Regions from separate parts of the Mus musculus genome. Here regions 1, 2, 4, 5 and 6 are each linked to region 3. Evidence: chromatin contacts called from public HiChIP or PLAC-seq and promoter capture Hi-C data. All regions are on one chromosome and are shown on one strand. Each heading gives the region's core, a stretch centred on a gene start, on an enhancer-like site or on the middle of the called end of the contact. The rest is flanking DNA. Distances are from core to core; before and after follow the strand shown.

The links. Promoter capture Hi-C pulls out the DNA fragments that hold promoters and counts their contacts. HiChIP or PLAC-seq counts read pairs in DNA pulled down with a chosen protein or histone mark. Capture Hi-C pulls out chosen DNA fragments and counts their contacts.
Region 1: a promoter capture Hi-C map of liver shows a contact between it and region 3, with 2.8 times the contacts expected there. The contact joins the promoter of Osbpl6 here to the promoter of Hoxd9 in region 3. A contact is called at or near these places in 1 of 39 promoter capture datasets (pre-B cells) and 1 of 9 other capture datasets (liver).
Region 2: a promoter capture Hi-C map of the HPC-7 cell line shows a contact between it and region 3, with 17 times the contacts expected there. The contact joins the promoter of Nfe2l2 here to the promoter of Hoxd9 in region 3. A contact is called at or near these places in 10 of 39 promoter capture datasets (the 3T3-L1 cell line, the HPC-7 cell line, cranial neural crest and 6 more), 7 of 484 Hi-C or Micro-C datasets (cranial neural crest, embryonic stem cells, epidermal suprabasal cells and 3 more) and 15 of 115 datasets of contacts at active chromatin or transcription factors (the NIH/3T3 cell line, astrocytes, cardiomyocytes and 10 more).
Region 4: an H3K4me3 HiChIP or PLAC-seq map of embryonic limb bud shows a contact between it and region 3, with 6 times the contacts expected there. The contact joins the enhancer-like site here to the promoter of Hoxd9 in region 3. A contact is called at or near these places in 7 of 39 promoter capture datasets (the 3T3-L1 cell line, cranial neural crest, embryonic stem cells and 4 more), 24 of 484 Hi-C or Micro-C datasets (B cells, CD4 T cells, the G1E-ER4 cell line and 15 more), 12 of 115 datasets of contacts at active chromatin or transcription factors (the NIH/3T3 cell line, embryonic forebrain, embryonic hindbrain and 7 more) and 2 of 9 other capture datasets (adipose tissue and embryonic stem cells).
Region 5: an H3K4me3 HiChIP or PLAC-seq map of embryonic forebrain shows a contact between it and region 3, with 8 times the contacts expected there. The contact joins the promoter of Ttc30b here to the promoter of Hoxd9 in region 3. A contact is called at or near these places in 4 of 39 promoter capture datasets (the 3T3-L1 cell line, the HPC-7 cell line, embryonic stem cells and 1 more) and 4 of 115 datasets of contacts at active chromatin or transcription factors (embryonic forebrain, embryonic midbrain, neural tube and 1 more).
Region 6: a contact with region 3 is called in an H3K4me3 HiChIP or PLAC-seq map of craniofacial prominence, with 4 times the contacts expected there. The contact joins the enhancer-like site here to the promoter of Hoxd9 in region 3. A contact is called at or near these places in 8 of 39 promoter capture datasets (the 3T3-L1 cell line, the HPC-7 cell line, embryonic stem cells and 5 more), 1 of 484 Hi-C or Micro-C datasets (cerebral cortex), 4 of 115 datasets of contacts at active chromatin or transcription factors (craniofacial prominence, differentiating embryonic stem cells, embryonic forebrain and 1 more) and 1 of 9 other capture datasets (embryonic stem cells).

What each region holds. Positions count from the first base shown.
Region 1 is chr2:76,405,228-76,407,927 of GRCm38.p6, reverse strand. It overlaps Osbpl6 (oxysterol binding protein-like 6), which reads right to left and starts at 1,420. Exons shown (of 27, transcript NM_001290733.1): 1 at 1,239-1,420.
Region 2 is chr2:75,703,349-75,706,048 of GRCm38.p6, reverse strand. Nfe2l2 (nuclear factor, erythroid derived 2, like 2) reads left to right here and starts at 1,386. Exons shown (of 5, transcript NM_010902.4): 1 at 1,386-1,685. The coding sequence starts at 1,641.
Region 3 is chr2:74,696,352-74,699,051 of GRCm38.p6, reverse strand. It overlaps Hoxd9 (homeobox D9), which reads right to left and starts at 1,289. Exons shown (of 2, transcript NM_013555.4): 1 at 219-1,289. The coding sequence starts at 996.
Region 4 is chr2:75,780,000-75,782,699 of GRCm38.p6, reverse strand. Gm13657 (a long non-coding RNA gene) reads right to left here. Exons shown (of 5, transcript XR_001783382.2): 3 at 1,735-1,989. Among named protein-coding and RNA genes, the nearest start is that of Gm13657, 4.5 kb to the right of the region's middle. Within about 2 kb of position 1,364, at least 60 of the 459 cell types and tissues checked have an H3K27ac peak or open chromatin away from gene starts, as enhancers often do. A contact at or near this core is called in embryonic limb bud, kidney and uterus, where this site is marked.
Region 5 is chr2:75,937,071-75,939,770 of GRCm38.p6, reverse strand. Ttc30b (tetratricopeptide repeat domain 30B) reads left to right here and starts at 1,309. Exons shown (of 1, transcript NM_028235.1): 1 at 1,309-2,700. The coding sequence starts at 1,364.
Region 6 is chr2:75,756,454-75,759,153 of GRCm38.p6, reverse strand. No RefSeq gene overlaps it. Among named protein-coding and RNA genes, the nearest start is that of Gm34657, 11 kb to the left of the region's middle. Within about 2 kb of position 1,328, at least 99 of the 459 cell types and tissues checked have an H3K27ac peak or open chromatin away from gene starts, as enhancers often do. A contact at or near this core is called in craniofacial prominence, where this site is marked.

The DNA of each region.
Region 1 (2,700 bases), core at 171-2,670, 1.7 Mb before region 3:
TTAAGATGGAAGATTTAATTTTCCTTTGAAGTATACATTTCTTAAGTCTGTGACATAACTATTAATTAGTATGTATTTTAATATAAGAAAATATGTTCAAAATATTATTTTGTTAGGAGAAATTGCAATCGAATATATGACTTATTAAATCTTGCCGAAGGACTCCAAACTGGAAATTCTTTTTTTAAAAAAGCCTTATAGGACTTTCTGTCCAGAAGCGAGAAACAATTTGGCAACCCGGTGTTCCGTTTAGTTTCAGTCATTTGCTTCATGTCCATTATGTAATGCTTTCCCCAGCTTTTAGGTCTCTAGTTTCACCAACCTTTCAGGTAGATCACAGAATCGTCACAGAATCAGTATCTGGTCATAACTTTTAAAAGCAGCTTAAGACGTGGCTTACGGTGCGTCTGCAAACGGTAGAGGCTTTTAGAAATCTGCGGGTGTCATTCGTTCTCCGCAGCTTCCTCCCCAGGTTTCCCATCCCTCCTCCCCCAGCGTCCCCGGCGACTCGATCTGCGGGCAGCTCCAAGCTCGACGCAGGGGAAGCACGTCCTGACTGCAATGCAAACCCTGTCCCGGTCTGAACCGGAGAAGGGAGCTCGGGCGATGAGCGTGGACGCAGGCTGCAGGGAGGGCTGCAGGGACGCCAGCCGGGGGTAGCAAGGAGTGCTCGCGAGGACAGTCCGCAGTGCACGCGCACAACCAAACCCGATGCACAACTTGCCCGGCCACTGCCCGCGGCTCCCGGATTCCCTGAAAGGTGCAGCGTAGGCGTCAGCTCTCGTAGGCGCGGGCGCTCTCACCCGCACCGGTTCGGTTCTCCGCTGACAATTACATCAGTCCTCCCGGCCCCGACTTCCATTCCCAACCAGTCGGCCCTGGGGTGCGGGCATCGGGGATGAAGAACTGCCGCGGGGGGCGGAGAAGGGGGGCAGAGGGGAATGCGTGTAAAAGGAAGCCGGATTCCCCGGCAGCCGCGGGAAGGGAAGGCGGGCGGTGAGCGGGGACCGTGACACCGGTACCCCCTCCCACTCTGACCGCACCGGGGACCGATTTGGCCATCCTCGCTTCCGCGCTACCCAGCTGGGGTGCCTCTGGAGACAGCGATGCCTTGGGGGCCTGGGGCTGCGGCTGCCCACTCGGGTATCGCCAGGGTCCTCGGCCCTCTGGACGCGCACAATGCCCCCGGGCCGCGCGGCAAGCACCGCGTATCCACCCCGCGGCGGAGAGACACTTACCTGCAGGGCGAGCGGTAGGTCGCGGTGGGAGATGGCCCGTGCTATCTGCCCGGCGCGCAGGCTGGAGGAGGCTCCGGAGGCGCGGAGGACGGGCGCCGCCTGTGCCGAGCTGTGGTCTCCAGCGCGGACAGCGGCGGCCGCGCGGCGCCTCCAGTGGTCCTCCGCGCCGCAGCCCCTCCTCTCCCACGGGCGGGGCGCGCTGGCGGGGCGGCGCTCCGGGCTCCCCGCCCCCGGCTCCGGAACACCCGCCAGCCCCGATCGTTCCCGCGGGCTCCATGGTGTCCCGCTCTGCTCCCACCGCGCCCCCTTCGTGCGGGATCCAGCGCCCATCTGGTCCCTGCCTGGCGTCCACGGGAATCCGTGGGGTACCAAGATCAGTCATCCGAAAGACCCTGCCCGGGAGAGATAGGCCCCCCGCGTGTCCAGTCCTGCAGCGGCGGGAGCGCTGGGCTGGAAAAAAGAGGCCGGGAATGACTGCAGCGCTCCGGCCATGGAGCGGTGGGAGAGGGCTTCACCGGAGAACTGCAGCCTGGTGGCCTCCGCTCTGCGAGACCAAGCCCCTGGCCCTCGGCGCCCTTCGGAGGCCTCATTCAATAAATAAACAATATGTTTAGGCTTTCTGCCCTGCGAACTCTCAGTCCGGGAGAGACACTTGGACTGTGTGGAAGGAAGGACCAATGGCTTTAAAGTCCCTGGCAAAGCCCCGCAGTGTCCACGCAGCTTCCTTACACCCTTCCCACCCAGCAACTTCCATGCTAAAGCTATTCCTGGCATGCGTCCAAGACCAGATTGATCTAAAGGCAAATTTGCACGGAGGGAGGGGGGTACTTTAAATATTTGCACAGACGTTTCTTCTGTAAAGGGATAACTGAAGAATGTCCCTGTATCAAGACGTCTCTGTCATCAACAACTTCAAGGGGACAAATCTAGAGAACTGGGCCAAACAGGGACTCTTGGAGCGCTCTAGCTGTTTTGAATTGGGTGGAGGAAGGGGTTCCTTTAAAATCTGATGATCTGCCGCCTACTGAGATAGTCCTCATGGCATTTCCCAGTTGTCAGTGCTGATACAATGCTGGTGTGCTCTGACATAGCTCTGAGCATTCTTGCCTACATATCATTTCTCTTGAGTCTCCTTCTTACATGTGGGATTAACTTCTTCCATCTTGAATAAGGATCATCTTAAAATAACAAATGCTAGACCTTGTGACACATGGCAGTCTCACCCCAGTTTCCTCCCTGTGGAAACAGTCTCTACAAGGGAGCCATTATGTCGCTCAACTTCACTCTGTTATAGCTCCTTTTCCATCTGGGTCCCAGTGTGGCGGCAACTACTAAAACAGCTTTCACACACAAAAGTAGGCATACGTGAAAAATACCAGACAGTGAAAGGAGACCAGAGAACTCTTAGTCTTTATCTAAAAAAGGTCCTCTCAAAATTTTTCACATAACCCCTATTAGCAGA
Region 2 (2,700 bases), core at 137-2,636, 1.0 Mb before region 3:
CCTGGTCTACAGAGTGAGTGTCAGGACAGCCAGGGCTACACAGAAAAACCCTGTCTTAAAAAACCAAAAAAAAAAAAAAAAATTCAAAAGAAGATATTTGTGTTCAAACATACTTAAAACAACAAAGAGAAAGATAAAAATACTCTGGGTTTTCAACTATTAACACATTAAAACATCCCTCGATTTTTTTTCTAAGCCCATATAACTATTTTAGAAATTGGATTTTTTTTCGGGGGCAGTTAAAGAAGTATGTTTGGGAATGAACGTTGTGAAAACAGTCACTACCACCACCACCACCACCAAACCCAAGTGGCAGAGTCTATGGTACAGTTCTCAGCCTGTGGAGAGCCACCCCAAGCATCTCAGATATTTTGCACATCCGATACTTACATTACAATTTATAGCAACAAAATTAGTTATGAAGTAGCAGCAAAAATACTTTTCTAGTTGGAGGTCACCACAACACGAACTATATTAAAGGGTCGCTGCATTACGACGGTTGAGAAACGCTGCTCTAAAAACAGCTTGAGAGGTGGGGCCTTATGAGATCATACCTCAAAATTCCCAAATAGAGTAAGTACGTGTAAAGGAACCCTGAGAGTCTTAGAATCCACTTCGGTGATTCTGTTAGAGCTGTGCCCGCTTGCTGGGCTCTGGGTGGATGAAGTGATACTGAGTGACCGCTTGGGCCCCGAGCCCAGGGCACGTGGGAGAAGTGGAGGGCCTTCGAGTAAGCGAGCACGAGTTTGCAGCGTGGACTCATCCATCTCCCTGGGGCAGAGGTGTTTGAGCACCAGCAACTGAATGGGACCTGGGGCCAGAGGGCAGTTGGCCTCTTGCAAAGTCCGGGTCCCAGCTCAGAGCCCTAACCCCGAAACTGGCGCCACAGTCAGCCGGTGGAGCGAGATAAAGCGGGCAAGGTTCTGCAGGTCCAAATCAGGGAGTGGCAGCTCCGATAGCAGCGCACGGGCCGGGGCTCCCGGTGTGCTTGCACCAACTGTTTAAACTGCTTCAAAGAGCCAGGGCTGGAGCGACCTTCGGCAAACAGCTGCTAATCTCTAGCAAGGGGGTGCTGTCCTACAGAGGACTGGGGGGGCCGAAGGCCTCCTGCTCGCGCTCCGCCCCCCGTGCGACTTCAGCCCACCTGACTCCGCCATGCCCCGGACAGCGAGAGGAGGATCAACAGTGGGGGGTCGAGGGGAACGCGGGAACTCCGGCCGGAAGCACTCAGGTCCATGCCCCGCCCTCGGGCTCTTGCTCCTTCCACTGGCCCCCGTCTTGTCCCCCCCTCCCCTTGCCCCGCCCTAGGCCTTTGCGGGGGGCCCTCGGGTCCTTGCCCTGCCCCTGTACGCGATTCCAAGCTCTTGCCCCGCCCCTTACCCCGCCTCCATGCCCTTGTCCTGCCTCTGGCCCTTGCCTCTTGCCCTAGCCTTTTCTCCGCCTCTAAGTTCTTGTCCCGTCCCTAGGTCCTTGTTCCGCCCCCAGGGGGCGGGGGCGGGGCGGACTAAGGCTGGCCTGCCACTCCAGCGAGCAGGCTATCTCCTAGTTCTCCGCTGCTCGGACTAGCCATTGCCGCCGCCTCACCTCTGCTGCAAGTAGCCTCGCCGTCGGGGAGCCCTACCACAGCGTCCGCCCTCAGCATGATGGACTTGGAGTTGCCACCGCCAGGACTACAGTCCCAGCAGGTGCTGCCCCAACCTTCGGGCCCCTGGGCTGTGCCAAGAAGCCGGCAGGAGCTCGAGGGGATAGTGGCTCCGGGAGGGAGGGACAGTCTGAGCCAGGACTACGACGGCAGGGCCTGGGAACTGCCCCGCCGAGCTGGGAGGGCAACGGAGGATGTTGGGGCCGCGACGAGAGTGGGGTCCGAGCCTGAGGTCTCCAGGGGCGGCGAGGTTGGGGTGTGGAGGAAGCTCTGACTTCGTGGGGCCAGGCAGAGACACCACCACCTCGCTGGGTGGGAGGCGCAGAGGCGGGAGGGGGGTGGATGCTGGCGGTCTAAACCGGCGCCGCCCGGCCTTTTCCGGGGCAGCGTAGTTTCCCTGATTCGGTGCCGGTAAAAATGTGCCTAGTCACGGGGCCGCGCTCGGGGGAGCTGAGGTCTCTCCTCGGCGTCCGCCCGAAGCCCTCCCCAACCCCCGTTCTACGACTTGGTGAGCTCGGCCGTCTACGGCCTCAGCCCGAGAGCTGGTCTGTAAGATCACGCCTGTCCGTCTTGATCCAGAAAAGCCCAGCCCTCCGGGGGCGGAGGAGAAAGTCACCGGGTGGCCCTCGTGCTCTGGCGCCCCGACGGGCGGCCTGCCGGCAGGGCTCCGCACGCTCCTTCAGCCTGGGAACCCGGGAATGGCCTCGCGCCGGGCGCAAGGACGTGCAGACCTGGGCGGCGGGCTCCGAGGTCCGAGTGGGCCCCATGCTGGGCTGTGTGTTCTGAGTATGGTGACCCGCGGGGCCCCACGTAGTGTGCGAGGCTGTGGCTTCTGGCTGGCTTACATCGGCCAGTTGGCAGTCACAGAGGCCCTCGGTTGGCCCTTTCCTGCTCTATAGCGTGCAAACCTCGCTGCTCTGGGGCCAAGGGACAAGTTGGAGCTGTTGATCAGTTGCGCAATTGTTATTTTCCCCTGGGCGGCTTTGTCTTTGGATTTAGCATTACAGAGTTGTAATACCAAAATGTATAAGGCAGGATATTCTGGTCCTTGCCGTCAA
Region 3 (2,700 bases), core at 40-2,539:
AATTATCATAAAAAGCCTTAATGCCCGCGCTCTGTTTACCGTACAAACCGCGCGCCCAAGGTAGGTGGTTATGGGAAGCTTTTTATGGATACGTGTTGCTCGCCTAGGCTTGGGTAGGCGTCTAGACGTTTTTATAGGTTAGTAAAACTATCAGTTTTGCACATTCGAGCCTTACAGGTTTCAGCAATAAATCAGGGGGCAATTTCTTTTGCACTTACTTGGGTCAAGTTGCTGCTGCGGCGGCTGCGGCGGCTGCTTCTCCTCCTCCTTCAGCGAGCAGCCCGGGCTCGGGTGATCGCTGCAAGCTGAGGGCTCGGACGAGCCTACCGCCCCTGGCCCGGTCCCGATTCCCACCCCGGGCCCGTTCCCTGTCGCCGCCGCTGCCTTGTCCCGCAGGAACGAGTTGCACGGGAATTCTGGGCCGCCGCTCCCCTGGGACTCGCGGGCCGCGGAGCACTCAGTCCTTTTGGAGGAGGAGGACGAGGAGGTGGAGGAGGAGGAGGAGGTGGAGGCTGCAGCGGGGGCCGGGGCCGCTCCGGTTTCAGGCTTAATCCCGTAGTGGCGCCCGTTGGCTGGGCCACCGGGGCTGGGAACGGGACCCGGGCCTCCGCCACCGCCGCCACCACTGCCACCGCCACCGCCTGCGCCGCCGGGGAAGCCGGGCAGCGGCTCCATCCAGGAGCGTACGTAGCGTCCCGGCTCGGCGGCAGCCAGGGGCGGCGGGGACACGTACGGGTGGTACAGGCCGCTCATCGTCGCCGCCGCCGGGGGCTGGGCGGCCACCGCGGACCACGAGGCGGAGAACACGGACGATTTGGGGGCAAAACTACACGAGGCGAACTCGGCGGTGGCGGCGGCTGGGCCATCGGCCACACCTGCGGGCCGGCCCTGTGTCCCCGGCCCCGGTGGCCCAAAGCGCGCGGCGAACACCTCGTCGCCCTCATGGCCTATGAGCGAGTCCACGTAGTAGTTGCTGAGGGTGCCACTGGACGACATGGTGAGGCGCCGCTCGCTCCCACCCAAGGTTCCACTGCCCACCGCCGAGCGGCTCCTCGCCGGCGCCCGAGCCGCCGACTAGTTCGCAGGCTGCAGCCACCACCATTGGTCGCGCGGCCCACGTGATCATATTTACCAATACCCGGAGTAAATCAGTCCGCTAAACTGGGGGCTGCTGTGATTTAAAAAAAAAAAAATCATCATCAACAGGAGCGTTGCAATTAGAGCTGCCGGGCCCAGGTCCACGCACCAGCCCGGCCTGGCCCGGCTCAGCCCGCCCTGGTGGCGGCGGCGGCCACAGGCCTAACTGCGGCCGCAGGAGGCGCTGGGGACTATTTGTTCATCTCTTCTTGCCTCTCTGGGTCCTGCGATCTCCACCCGGACTCTGGCTCTCCGACTCCTGGGCTCTGAGCCCTGGGCCGGGCTTCTAAGTCACACCTAGGCGATTATCCAAAGCCCCGGAGCAGTTGGAGGCTCCTGGGCCCGGGCTGCCCCAGGCAGGCTGGCCTTTAAGGGCGGACCCCTGTCGCCCAAAGGGAGTCGTTCTCCCCTCGCCTCTTTTCTTACCTAAACCCATCCCTACACACACACACACACACACACACACACACACACACACACACACTCACACAGCTTGGCGTGTTGTTTAAAACAGGTGGAAGACCTCTGTAATGATATTATGCCTTTCAATAAAAATTTTATGAGGTGTATTTGATTATAGATTAATGTGTCCCTAATAAAACGGACGGATGGAGCAGCTCGGAGTGCCCCTCCCTCTACCGCGCTCACACTCCCGGGGCAGCCACATGTAAACCCTCGACAAAAAGCTAGGCACACGCCCCGAGGCCCAGGGGGTGAGCTGGGTCAACTGGACTCTCGGGCCTGGTCCAGCTCAGCATGGCTTCCAAGGGGCGGCCTCCAAGGGCTGTCTCTCTGCCCTCGCATGGGTGGTGAGCACTGGAGTCCCAAGGAGCCGACAGTGATGGCCATGGTGCCTCATCTTTCCCCAGCCTTCTGGAATGGCCCTGCAAGAAAACATGCCACAGAGGGGAAAACCTAAAGGCCAGTGAGACCGGTTCTCACTAGCCGGAATTAGCCCAGCCTCAGAGAGGCCTGCAGGAACCGCATCTCCGAGGGTAGGTTCGCTGCGTGCCTTTCACACGTGCCTGCAAACGGATTCTGAAGATGTCTTCAAAATCCAGACGAAAGAACAGGTCCTTGATCCACCCCCTTTCCAGTTTTCCCCTTGAGAGGTAAGGCCGGGCAGCCTTGAATCTGAGAGAAATGCCCATTGTCACTCCCAAATCCATGGTACAAAGCCTGCCTGGGAGCCGAGACAAAAGCCGCACGCCAGCGGCGGCTGAGAGGACATATTCCTCGCTCTACAAGTTGCCCAGAGCACCCTTGGAGGGCTCCCAACCCACCTCTAGCCCCGCCAAGAAAGGGGGTAAATGGCTACTTAGGACCTGATTGATTGCCTTGGCGAATGGCTTTCTGATTTTGTTTCAGGGGGCCTGCCCTTTCCTGTAGCACAGGTTTCCCCCCATCAGCAACTAATGGCGCTCCCCACATCGCTGGGAGAAACGCAGAGGTTAAAATCACTCTACTTCTTTTGCCCATCCAAGGTAAGTCAGGGGCAAATTTATTCCAGTCCTCTCAAGCTAGAATGGAATCAGACACTTCTCTCTCTCTCTCTCTCTCTCT
Region 4 (2,700 bases), core at 115-2,614, 1.1 Mb before region 3:
CACAACCATCTGTACAACTACAGTGTACTCATATACATAAAACAAACAAACAAATAAATCTTTTAAAACAAAAAAAGAAACTCAAAGTCATCTTCAGCTACATAACAGGCTACGTGAGATCTTTTCCAAGAAATAGAGAAGGCAGGTGATGATTTGTCTCAGTGATTAATCATGCTTGCTGCACAACTCTGAGGACCTGGGTTCAGATCCTAGCACCCATAGAACAAGCCAGGCATTATTGTATGCGTACATGTAACCCCAGGGCTGTAGAAGGTAGAGAGGGGAGACTCACTGGAGCCTATTAACTGCCTATGTAGTGAGAAAAAATAATAACCCCCAGGTTTATAAACAGACCCCCACACACGCAGAATAAGGTAGAGAGTGACAGAGGATGCCTAACAAACACCCTGGTCTGGGCCCCTCATGCATGAGCAGAGGCACAACACAGACCAGATCAAAAGGAGTTTACTTAAAAGTTTGTCATGTTAGGCCAGCAGCAGCCTCCTGATGCTGCATTTACAGTTGCTGGTTGCACAAGAGGCCATGTCATAGAGTAAATTAGCTCATACCATTGAGGCTTACGAAAGCACACTCAACGATACGCTCACAAAGATGTATCCCTGTTGTTAGTGACCATGGTTACAGTCTTTAAGCCACTCAACCCCAAAACAAAGCTTCAACAATGTTTAGACAGAGAGGAGCAGGAGAGCTGAGGAAGGGCTGGTCTGTTTGCACATGGTGTGCATGCAGCAGGCCAGCTTCTCTTGCCTGTGGGAACAGTCCTTGAAGTGTACACAGGATATTTCCCATCGGTTCTGTGAAAGGCAGGAGGCTCCAAGGTCACTGCTTGCCCCGTGTTTGATCTCCTCAAGTCCACAGTGCACACCAGTAATTTAAAGGTTGTAAAGAAAACGGCTCAGTACTGCTCTCCCTAGCAAAACATATTTGACCAACGTGCTACCTATAAACACCCCACAAAATGAATAGGTTCTGAGGCTATGGACGTCAGGAAACTGCCTCTCTGTGTTGAAAGGCTCCATCCTCTTCTCCATTCACCAAAATCCAAGTAAACAAACAAACAAACAAACCACCTCATCAGAAAGTTTCATGATTTTATGTCTATAAGAGGTGTCCACCGGAGCCCTCGAAATGCCGGAAGTGCTGATATAAAAGCCCATAAGTGGATATTCAAATCCTGCCTGTAACTGAGCCAGATGGAAAGAGAGGAGAAAAACATAAAGTTGGAGCCAACAAAGTGTAGTGATTCTTAGAGTTTTGTACAAATGTTTCTTTCCAGTATTGGTTTTCACTTAATTCCATCTGGGGACTTACTTCATGTCCTTCCAATTGTCTCCTCTAGATGGCAATAGAGGTGAAAAAAATGCCGGCAGGTCTGGGTTCTCAGTAGAGTTCAGTGGCAACAAACGGCCATAGACCACCCTTCTCCAAACACATGCCTGCTTGTTTTGTTTCTAGACAGCATGTGATTATATAGCCCAGGCTGGACTTGAATGCATCGACATCCACCTACCTCTGCTTTTGCCTTCTGAGTGCTGGGCTTAAAGGTGTACACCACCATGCCTGACCAACAAGGTTTTGTTTTGGTTTTTGCTTTTGTTTTTCCCTCAAATAGATCTAATCACATAGCAATGCAAATGATTATTGATAATGGATGAGGGAATTAACCCCCTCCCCGAACCCCCTTCCCCATGCATGTGTCTCCCACAGGCTTACGATGTTGTCTGTATCTTTAAAATAATGCTAGCTGTACTCTCCTCAGGTCCTGTGGCATGCTGGTTACAGAGGCATGGTGATTTGTGTCCTTCCTCTGGGCATCTGATACGGCCCAACTCCAAACCACCTGGTTTGCTAACGTGTTGGCTTCATTTAAGATCCGTGACAATGCTAGGTTGGATCCTCTTGTCAGCTGATGCTTGGAGCCAGCTGTAAACTGGTCCCTGTACCATCAGGAGCTGCACCGAACTGAAGCTGGGGAAGTTAGCAGAAAGGTAACACTTCATTAAAAGTGTGCAATTTACGGTTGAATTAATAAAGCAGGAGAAAAGGAGTGGAGCGGGTCCAGAGAGGAGACCTTTATGCTCTATATCAAAGCCCCACTAGGGATATTTTAAAAGCCTTACCCTTCACTGCTTCATTGAATCTCATCATTAGACAATAAAATGGGGTCTACCAGCAAGATGCTCTCCACAGAATCTGCTGACAGGGAAAAACAAGGAGGCCAGTCCCCGTAATGGATGGCATTTCAAAGGCCATACAGTGCTCCAAAGAACTCTAAATTGTCCATGTGTAGTGAGCTGGACAGGGGCTAAAAGGTGGCCCATACCTTCAACGTGGTAAAATGAAACATCTCTGAGGGGAATTAAAAAAAAAGTATAATCCATAAGTAAAAGTAAAAGAGGCAGGCGGATTTCTGAGTTCGAGGTCAGCCTGGTCTACAGAGTGAGTTCCAGGACAGCCAGGGCTACACAGAGAAACCCTGTCTCGAAAAACCAAAAAAAAAGAAAAGAAAGAAAAGAAGTGAATATCAGTTCATATATTCTTTAACTCAATTTTGATCTCTCTCTCTCTTTAATTAATTTTGGGGAAAGGAAGGGTTGAGGGTTGTGACAGTATTTTATGCAACCCAAGTTGGCTTCCTATTTGCTGTGGAACCAAAGTTGACTTTGATTTCCTGAACTT
Region 5 (2,700 bases), core at 60-2,559, 1.2 Mb before region 3:
GTGTAGCTAGAGGAGATCGTGGAAAACTATAAAAGGTAACAGTCTCCCAGGTGCCTCCCAGAGCCACGTCAAATGATCCGTGCTCTAAAAGTACAGCCTTGTTATTGAAAAATCATACAATTTGTCACTACTTCATTTGGAAAGAACACATTAATATTCTGCTATCTTGGTTACTTCTCAAATGCTTAACTAAGCATTATATTTATGTCCCCACACATTAGGGTCAGTCAAATCTATGTACATGGTTTTCAACAGTGATTCAATATCGGCTTATAAGTCGGTAGTTTTTTACTGCTCTGTCATACTAGAATAAAATTGAATTTATACAGAATAACCTCCCCAAAACAATAACACAGAACCTAGAGACTCATTCTACATACAGGGGGGAAAGGAGAGATAGTAACTGCCTGAAGAGCTTCGAATTAAGAGTCTGGGTATGGGAAAGGAGTTGGCGAAGCATTTATGTATTAACTAGCTGATTCATACGTGAAAACAAGATCAGAGGCACGAGAAGCACAGGCTGATTACGTCTTGAACAAACTCACGGTAGTGTTTGGTAGAGCTTAGAGGGTGAGAAAAATAGCATATAGGAAAGGGGGAAAATGTTAGTTTTGTGGCTTCTCCTTGAAGAAGGAAAAGACCAAAGCCGTGTGCTTCATCAATTCAAGCACCAATTTACGTTCATAACAGCGGTCATTTACGAAACAGAGGGCGAATGGTACTTAAATCTAAAACAGCACCAGTTACAATTCAGACTCTCCTTCCCCCTCTCGTCACCTCTTGATACAGAATAAAATACGGACTGCCGGCCCTTGCTTAACAACGTTCTCAAAAAGTGGGCGTCAGAGCAGCTGGCAAGAATATACTAGAATTCCTGAAGTCCAGAGACGGCCCTCATTCCCATTTCGTCACCATTGCCAAGCAACTCGAACCCTCAAAGAACAGCGAATTTTCTGCATCCCGGGGGACCTTCACAAGAAAACTTTACTTCAGTGCCAACAAAGAAGCAATCAAAGCAATAGAAACAAGATCCCGATCCCAGAGAAAAGGCAGAGACTCCAATTACTGTAAAACGTCAAAGAGGAAAAACTACATTTCCCAGGATGCAGGGCGATAACGGAAGCGATGTAGGCCGGGACGTGGAATATCCCTCTCTGAACTACCTAGAAAATTTTCCAGACCAAGCCCAATTGCTTCCCCACAGTCTAGAGTGTTTAAAAACATATCCAGAAATTGATAGAAACGTGTCGGTGATTCGCTTTTATCCACAAGACACTTCCGTTGGATACTTGCCGCTGAACAGCTTCCGTTTCCGGTTGGCCTATTGCCTTGGAAACCAGGATGCAAAACAAGCTAGGTGAATATGGCAGGGCTGAGCAGCTCACAGATCCCCGACGGTGAGTTCACAGCAGTGGTGTACAGGCTCATCCGCGACTCCCGCTACTCAGAGGCGGTGCAGCTGCTGAGCGCAGAGCTGCAGAGGAGCTCCCGCAGCCGCGCAGGGCTGTCGCTGCTGGCCTACTGCTACTACCGCCTGCAGGAGTTCGAGCTCGCTGCAGAGTGCTATGAGCAGCTGAGCCAGATGCACCCGGAACTCGAGCAGTACCGCCTGTACCAGGCCCAGGCACTGTACAAGGCCTGCCTGTATCCAGAGGCCACCAGGGTCGCCTTCCTCCTGGACAACCCCGCCTATCAGACTCGAGTCCTTCGTCTCCAGGCTGCTATCAAGTACAGTGAAGGTGACCTCCCAGGAGCCAGGAGCCTGGTGGAGCAGCTGCTGAGTGGGGAAGGTGTAGAGGACAGTGGAGGGGAGAGTGATTATGATGGTCAGATCAACCTAGGTTGTCTGCTCTACAAAGAGGGACACTATGAAGCTGCCTGTTCCAAGTTCTTAGCGGCCCTGCAGGCTTCTGGCTACCAGCCTGACCTTTCCTACAACTTGGCTTTGGCCTATTACAGCAGTCGGCAGTACGCGCCTGCTCTGAAGCATATCGCTGACATCATTGAGCGTGGCATCCGTCAACACCCAGAACTCGGTGTGGGCATGACCACGGAGGGCATTGATGTTCGCAGTGTTGGCAACACTATAGTCCTTCACCAGACTGCTCTGGTCGAAGCCTTCAACCTCAAGGCAGCCATAGAGTACCAGCTGAGAAACTACGAGGCAGCCCAGGAAGCCCTCACTGACATGCCACCCAGAGCAGAGGAAGAGCTGGACCCCGTAACCCTCCACAACCAGGCTCTGATGAACATGGATGCCAAGCCCACAGAGGGCTTTGAAAAGCTCCAGTTTCTGCTCCAGCAGAACCCCTTCCCCCCAGAGACCTTTGGCAACCTGCTGCTGCTCTACTGTAAATATGAGTATTTTGACCTGGCAGCTGATGTCCTGGCAGAAAATGCCCACTTGACTTACAAGTTCCTCACACCCTATCTCTATGACTTCTTGGATGCCATGATCACTTGCCAGACAGCTCCTGAAGAGGCTTTCATTAAACTTGATGGGTTGGCTGGCATGCTGACTGAGCAGCTCCGGAAACTCACCATACAAGTACAGGATTCAAGGCATAGTAGAGATGATGAATCTGCCAAAAAGGCTGTGAATGAATATGATGAAACTCTTGAGAAGTATATTCCTGTACTGATGGCCCAGGCAAAAATCTACTGGAACTTTGAGAATTACCCAATGGTGGAGAAGATCTT
Region 6 (2,700 bases), core at 79-2,578, 1.1 Mb before region 3:
CTAGAGTTACAAACAGCTGGGAACCAAACCTGAATCCTCAGACAGGGTAGACAGTGCTCTTACCCACAGAGCACGTAATTCTGAAAGGCTTTGGGGCAAACCTGGCAGCTAACCACTGAAGAGACGTCTCTATAGGAAATTCTGTCCACATCTCCAAACAGCAGTTTTGGAACACAGTCTGATACAGCCCTTGATAAGAACCTCAGGACACTCCTTACATTGCTTATTACATTGGTGACTTAACCCTTGCAAGCCTGGCCTCCCTAACCTGGGGCTTCGGCTATTTATTCTCCCTGTTTCTTCCAGAAAAAAAGTAGATATTTCTACCCTGATGCCAGTTCTAACCTTGAAGAGAGTGTGCCTTTAGCCCCGCTGGGGCTGAGGGTATCTGATGTGGATTCCGGAAGCCGTGAGAGCATGGCCTTGAGTCCTGGTTATCCTTTTTGGAAAACCCTGGAATGCCAACCTGTAATCGGCTGAAAGTAAGAAAGCCTGCCGTGGGAGCTGGTGCTACTGCCACAGTCCCTGGGAGGTTTCTGACTATGAGCGAATGCCAAGGAAGGGAAAATGAGAGCACTCTTTCCAAGGCAGGTGGGTCTGGGCAGAGAGTTCACAGCCCTGCAAGAGAGCATAAAATCCCTACGTTGGGAGGAGCCAGTTGGACCAGTTGCTTCACCTTACACAGTCCGTGCCTGAATGTGGCCCCTGGGAGGGGACAGCACTCACATGAGCAAACCCTGGACTTCATCCTCAGCAGTTTTGAACTTCCATCCACTAGGGTTTTGTGATCTGTAAAATGGGTCACGTTGCTGACTCAACAGGCTGTAAGAACACAGGGTGTAAGACACAATGGCGCCTTATAGACATTAAAGCTACAGGGCTGGATATTGGGGGTTTTATTTGTTTGTCTGTTTGTCTCTTTAGCTTCTCAATTTAGAAAATACACTGACTGACCAGTCATGATGACCAAATTACGTTTTAAACCCATTGCTCTATCACAGCTAATGTAGTGTGGCCAGTGACAGTAAAAAGATAAAAGAAGTCCGAGGTGGCATTAATCTTGTGTGCTGGAGGCTCATAGGCCTTGTGAGAGTTAGGATGGCTTTCCTGTGTAAACTCAGGAAAGAACTCAAATCATACAAGGGACCGACCCAGGCCTTGGTAGTGCAATTTATGTGAGACTCATTGCCTAGATAGACGTCCACTCAAGTTCATTTAAAAAACAAAACAAAACAAACTAACTAACAAACAAGCAGCCACCATAGGCTGGGTGGCATGCAGCTCTGTAGCAGAGTGTGAGGCACTGGTGTACATCCCAGCACCTTTTATTTTATTTGCCAGTTGGAGATCTAACCCAGAGCCCTGTGCATGACAGCTATAGGTCTACATGTATGGATCTAACCAGAGCCCCGTGGATGTTATCGGAGTATAATGGAGCAGATGTCTTTCTTCCAATTCTGCTTCAATAAGAACTTTTATGCTGAATTCCACTTCTCGGGAAAAAAAATAGGAAAAGAAAAACGAAGGGACGTGCATGGAGTGAAGAAGGGTGGAGAGAGGAAGCTGAGAGCGTGACTCACTGCAGCCTTTGAGAGGAGGATTAAGCTTCCACCCCCTCAGCCTGATGCGGTCAACTCCCACTTTGGAAAATAAAGCAGATCTTGACACGAAAGCAGTTTACAATGGCTCAACCAAGAATAGGAAGGAGCTAGATTCGCTAGCGTCCAGATTGCAGTTTAAATGTGGGAACATGCCTGGTTATGAGGACTCTGTCCTCAATAGCTAGGGTGAGGAGCCAGCTTGGGTAGTGATCAGAGGGTGGACACACAGATAAAGAACACATGGCCTATGTGCACCATTGGGGATATTATTCTGCCTTAAGGGGGATCAGAATTCCGTCATCTGCAGTGAAATGGGAGATGTTGTGCTAAGGAAAAGAAACCAGACATAGAAAGCCAAGAACCACATGTTCTCTGTTATACACAGACGCTGAGAAGTTGAAGGGAGTGTAGGGCAGTGTCAGCTAGAGTTTGGGAAGGGTGGAGGAAGGAGGAATAAAAGCAAGCTGGATTTGATTAACACACGCAGCGTTCATACAGTGGAATAACACACCACACCTCATTAACAAGCACACTTTATAGATATATTCAAAATAAAGGAAAAAGTAAAACAGCAAAGTAGAAGCGTACTACATGCTCAAAGGCCCTAGAGTGTACAGATTGGTGAGGGGCAGCTCCGTCAGGTGCTTTTCTGACGAGTGTGAGGCCAGGGCTTGGTCCCTGGGGTTAAAGGTAGAGACACAAACACCTATTGCCTCATTTTATGGCTCTGTCCTTCGGAAGCAATTAAGGCAGTAATTAGGGAGCTTGTGCAGCTATGTTCATCACACAGAAAGAATAAAGGAGTCTTAATGAAACCAGTAAGAGTTCAACAAATGCATCCTTACCGTGATACACCCGTTTATATTTAAAATAAGCTGCCAAACATTTGTGCTGGGATAAGATGTCTCAGATGTCTGAAAGACAACCATAGTTCCCAGTATATACTCACATGGTTTTATTCTGGTAAAGTAAATAAATGTGTGGATACGTATGTGTGGACTTCCAAAAGCTCCTAGAGACATACTAGAGTGTTTCTATAAGCTCGGCACTCAGGAGGCAGAAACTGAAGGATGGCGAGTTCATGGCCAATCTGGGTTAC